Linked DNA regions of Mus musculus: region 2 is linked to region 1. Evidence: chromatin contacts called from public Hi-C data. All regions are on one chromosome and are shown on one strand. The core of a region is the stretch at or near the end of the contact, and the rest is flanking DNA. Distances in the headings are between cores, read along the strand shown.

Evidence for each region. A called contact is a pair of places that touch in the nucleus more often than the background predicts.
Region 2: a contact with region 1 is called in a Hi-C map of the G1E-ER4 cell line, with 3 times the contacts expected there. The contact joins two enhancer-like sites. A contact is called at or near these places in 1 of 15 datasets of contacts at CTCF or cohesin (the NIH/3T3 cell line), 24 of 484 Hi-C or Micro-C datasets (the G1E-ER4 cell line, Sertoli cells, brain and 17 more) and 3 of 115 datasets of contacts at active chromatin or transcription factors (embryonic basal ganglia, embryonic forebrain and pancreatic cancer cells).

The regions. Positions count from the first base shown.
Region 1 is chr3:69,339,264-69,341,963 of GRCm38.p6, reverse strand. All of the region lies in intron 1 of Ppm1l (protein phosphatase 1 (formerly 2C)-like), which reads right to left. Among named protein-coding and RNA genes, the nearest start is that of Ppm1l, 24 kb to the right of the region's middle. Within about 2 kb of position 1,298, at least 14 of the 459 cell types and tissues checked have an H3K27ac peak or open chromatin away from gene starts, as enhancers often do. A contact at or near this core is called in the G1E-ER4 cell line and cortical neurons, where this site is marked.
Region 2 is chr3:69,468,612-69,471,311 of GRCm38.p6, reverse strand. The region is part of intron 1 of Ppm1l (protein phosphatase 1 (formerly 2C)-like); the gene reads right to left. Among named protein-coding and RNA genes, the nearest start is that of Gm52607, 7.8 kb to the right of the region's middle. Within about 2 kb of position 1,396, at least 50 of the 459 cell types and tissues checked have an H3K27ac peak or open chromatin away from gene starts, as enhancers often do. A contact at or near this core is called in the G1E-ER4 cell line and cortical neurons, where this site is marked.

The sequences.
Region 1 (2,700 bases), core at 49-2,548:
ACTGTGCTGTATTTTTACCCAGCTAAGATGTTTGCAGGCTACAGTTAAAGACGCATGCTTAATTTCTGTGGTGCTGAATGAGATGAGAAGATTAATAAAACTCTGAATGCTAAAATTGATCATCTAAATTCATACAAGCAAACGTAATGCCAAACAACGCAAACAGCACATCACTCATGAGTGTAAGTGCCACCAAAATACAGCGATAACAGCTGGTGCAATTAAACAGGCATCGGAACTCTGTCTCACAAAGGGTCTCAGCCAGGAAGCTACACAGGCGGACTCCACCACCACTTTATGGAAATGGGCAGTTCCACTGGTCTTTAAATGCCTGTGAGTATGAAGATTTAAAACGACACTGCTTATGCTGGCTGCATGAAAGGCAGTACATAGAAGACAGGCAGCCCCAACCAATGCTACCGCACCCCAGAGGTGGGAAACTAAGCTCTTGTGGTAAACTAGAGAACTAAGACTGAACTACTGCACACTCATATTTCTGATGGATCAGAGGTAAAAATAATTAATGCATTAAAATACTAGAAATGCAACAGGTCATTATTATCTCTAAATAGGATACTGCTTTCTAAATAAGCCTGAGGACAATCAATTACTAAGTCTGATAGCTTGAGTGTTAGGTACAAAGAAAAAAAAAGGAAAAACAAAAACAAAAGTTGAAGTCAAACTATGAATAATGAACATCCATACTTAGTAACATGTGTAGCAAAGAGTTCCTTCCCAGAGCAACAATTCTTACAGTTTGATCAGAAAAAAACATGCTATAGAAATTAAATGTGGGTTCTACAGGCTATTCAGATAAGAACACTAGCAAGTGACTTTCCAGAAGATACCCAGACTCACAACTAAAAAAAAGAAAAAAGAAAAGAAGAGGAAAGAAAAGAAAAGAAAAGAAAAGAAAAGAAAAGAAAAGAAAAGAAAAGAGAAGAAAAGAAAAGGAAAGAAAAGTGTTTACAGTTATCCAGCCAGCAAAGACCAAAGTTAAAATATACAGAGATCTGCCCAAATAAGCCAGGCTTGCATTTCTAACACATAGGAGGTAGAAGCAGGAAGGCCAGCAATGTGGGAAGTTTGAGGCCAGCCTTAACTATACAAGACTCATCTCAAAAGCCAAAAGTAAACATTAGAAACTACAGTACTCTATCTAGAGAGAAAGTGAAAAGGGCCTTGGGAACTTCCTTTTCCAGTGCCAGTGACCGAACCTGGGGCCCTGAGCCCTCCACCACAAAGCTAACATAGGCACACATCCAGATGTCTGTTGGTCTGTGTGTCTGTGTTTGTCTGTCTGTTTTTTGAGATAGGGTTTCACACACCTTATGCTGGCCTTGGAGTTAATCAAGATATATAACCCAGACTGTCCTCAAACTCCAAATGCTAAAAAACTGAATCCTGATCTGTTCTCATCATTTTACTGAGACTTAAATCACAAGAGCTTGACTATATTAAGATGTGGAGGAAGAACACCCCCGGCTTGGGGGGCCAGCTAGCGCAGGGGTGCAATGAACATATTTTATTCTAGACAGAGAAGGGCGGGTCAGCTTCTGGAGTTCGGCATTACATTCTTGTGTATGAAAGCACTCATCTTTTGAGATCAGCACTAACGAAATATAAATTAGTCGCCCTCTGTGGAACTCCATTTGGCAAGAAGCATCAAAATTGGAACCATACATACTCTTTGACACATTAATTAAACTTCTGGGAATTCCTACTACAAGATCCATGTGGGAAAGGCCAACCTAAAGAGCATCGAGTATGTAGGACTGTCTGTAAAGGCAAAGACTGTGGGAAGTGTGGATGTCCATCAGCAATGGGTGGTTAAACAAGAGATCGTCTGTGTAATGAAATACTGAATAGCCAGGAAGAGGAACCCAACAGATCTGTCTGAGTTAATCCTCAAAACATCGAGTGAGAAACACAGGGCACGGAAGCTTCCACGCTGCTGTTTATTTAAAAGGAGATCTAGAATCGAGCAGGTGCATTTGCACACACTTAAAATATCACTCAAGAGGCAACTGGAAACTGGTGATGGTGGCCCCACAAGAAGGAAGGCTGGAGATCTAGAGTAAAAATAATCATTGTTAGTATTTTTATTTTATGCTATACATGTTCTGCCTGCATACCTCTCTATGCACCACTTCAGGGACGTCAGAAGACAGCATCAGAACCCCTGGGACTAGAGTTACAGATGGCTATGCCAGGCAGAAGCCAAGTCCTCTGGAAGAGCAGCCAATGCTCTTAACAACTTAACCATCTCTCCAGCACCAAGAACTTAATTTTTTTTTATTGAGCATACTTTCATGTTGTCTCAAATGTTTAGCTTTTAGTGGTTTGTGTTATATAAAGGAATACTCCTTTCCCATTACTGTCAGACTTACAAGGTTATGAAGCAAAAGACTTTTCTTTTAAAGTGGTTGTTTTCTTAGTCTTTGAAGATGGTTCCATGGGTCAAAGGGGCTTACCACCCAAGTGTGAGGGCCTGTGTTAGATGGCCAGAACCAAAATACAGCAGGATAAGATCGGTCTGAAATACCAGTCTCCTGAGGCAGGACAGGAAGCAGAGACAGGGGGAACACTGGGACTTCACAGACCAACTAACCTGAGGTACCCAGCAGCAAACAAGGTGGAAGGCAAGACCACACATCCAAGGTTGTCCTCTGACCTCCACATACATGCCACAGCGCATGC
Region 2 (2,700 bases), core at 147-2,646, 130 kb before region 1:
AAAGCTCCAAGATCAAGCCTTGTCTCTTATGGTGCTATGTAGGTATCCACACAAGGCAACCATGACAGAGGGACAAAAGAGGCCTAGCTATTTGCCTTCAGCTCTTCGAAGTTCACTAAACCCATTTGTGAGGGCTCTGCCCTCAAGACTACATCACCCCCTAAAGTCCCTAGGACTGCTATGTTGGGGATTAAGTTCCCATCTTGGAAAGGTCACAATCATCAAAACACAGTGTCACTGTCCTTTATATGTCTTTCCTTTTCAACAACGGGAGAAGACGATGAGGACCAGCCTCTCAGAGTCAGATTCAGGTCCTCAACACCAGTCAGGTTTGGTCTGAAGGAACACCACAGAGAGTCTCTAGTTGGCCCTGCTTCATCTAGTCATATCTCCTGAACCAAGCTCTACCCAACGGGGTGAGATGCCAGTGCACCAGTCCTTCGTTCAGGAGAGTAAGTGATCTGTTGTCTGACGTGAAGAAGGGTGTCGGGCAGAATAGTAGTGAGCCTGGCTACACCCATGGTCCTACCACAGAGGATAAAAAGCAAGTAACACAACCAAAGTCATACAAACTGGAAGTGCGTCTCTGGCCCTGGAGCCCTGATCATCTATCTAACTGCAATCTGTGCCACTTCTAATGCTCTAAATTGCTAGTTTATACTATTTACATAGTGTATGCGCGCATGCATATGGAGGTGAGGACACGCTGTGGAGCCCTTCCTCCATGTGGGCTCCAGGGTCGGGCCTCGGGTTGTGAGGTTAGGCAGACAGCACCTTTACCAGGTCAACCATCTCCTTGGCCCTGAATCTCTCTTTTAAAGGATTGTCTGGGTCAGGGATGTAATTCATTTGCTGTCCTCAGAGAGGACATGGATTAGATGACTGCACAGCAGGTCATGAGCTGGATCCTCACAAGAGCCACTCCATCCTCCTGTTTAATCCGTTCCATATGCCCTCACTGGGTACTACTATCTAGTACGTGCCTGACACTCATTCCGCTTACACTACTGCTCCTTGTCTGTGAGCCCTAAACCGAACAAACCCCCTGATCCCCATGGTAACCTACAAAAAAGGAAATTAGCATAATAAATTCACATAATCCCCAATTAAAACTGACCATCAGTGACTGGTTTCGTTTGACTGGCTATAGGGGGAGACAGGCAAATAGCTTTTCTTACAGACATGCTAATCACTAACATATACATGATAGAAATAACAGATGCCACAAACCCCAAAATATTTTTTGGCATAAAAAACAAACCATATAGCTTGTAAGGGTTTCACTGCCAAAAGGTTTGTCTCTAATTTGCCATGCAGAGTCATTGGCATTGGACCATAGCCACAGTTACAATGTAAAGAAGGACGTCAGACAGCCACGAAGGGAGGCTGGTGGCAAGCGGGGGGGGGGGGGGGGGGAGGGAGCAGGCAGCAGATGGAGGGTACCTTACAGAAAGGAGGTTAACAAATATCTTACAGAAGCTAAATTTAGGCCTTGAACACAGCTACACAAACAGTTGCCTTATATTCTCACTCTATGGCTGCTCCCTGCTTTTAAACCCCTCAAAGCACGACTTAACACCAGCCACAGCAGACCATACAACTTCAAAGGCACAAGTAGAAATTCCTTTGCTTCCCCAACATTACTTCCTTGAGAGCGCTTCTGGATAGAAGAGATAACACAGCCCAGCTTTGATTAGGGGTCTCTGCCAACTTGCTGTATTAAAGTAGCACAGGCTAGGGGCTCTTATCTTTGCTTTCAGTCATGGGGTGTTCCTTGTACACAGAGCTTCAGGCAAAGCAGAGATACAGCAAAAAGTCCCTGGTCCCCTTGTCAGCCGTCAGAGTGTCTATTTGCACACCGCTGACCTTAGGTAGAATACCTAATGGTTCTTGATTTCTTGGTTCATTTGCAGACATACTATGTGCTATGAGGCATCCTGGGAGCATCTATGATTATTTATAGGGCTATACCAAGCTCCTTGGATTATATCTGAAATGAAAACAAGCATAAGTGCTTTGCCGCCTTAAGGAACTCCCTCCACCAACCCAGGCCCTACATCTGTAATAAGCTGTGCAAGTTGGGGGGGGGGGGGGCTCAAGAGACTGCTATCATGATGACCCCATTTAAGGTCAGAATGACATCTGGTGGCAGTTCCTTGACTGGACCTACCTCTCACACCCCTAGCAATGGGGGGGGGGGGTGTCTGTGTGAGTTATGCATCTGCAGAGAAAAGAAACAAGGATGCATGAGAGAATAGGACCAGATATGACAGTGGACGAGACTCTCAGTCAAGGCCTTGCCTCAGAGGTCCTTGATACAGGACATGTGTTTCTAAGCCCCCTCCCCTCCCCAGAAAAGGGCAGTGGACGGTCTGAGTGGGTTCTGTCTTCTCTCCCCGGAAACAACTGTTCAACCCAGGAGCAGACACCTCTGTGTAAGTCATTTCCTCCTCTCAAGTGCCTGCTTCTCTTTCACTGATAATTACATTTGAGGTTACTACAGAAGTTGGCTGGTGTAACTAAACCTCAGGGTCCTCTAAAAACAGGGTAGCATCATTTTTATCTCATTAAGGCACAGATCTGAGGACTTCCTGAGATGATGAAGTTAAGGACTTGGTCCTCTGCTTCCAGTCACGGCAGATTATTTTTGCAGTAATACGTGCATGCAAAGAATCATTTCCTAAACGCATTACAGCCAGC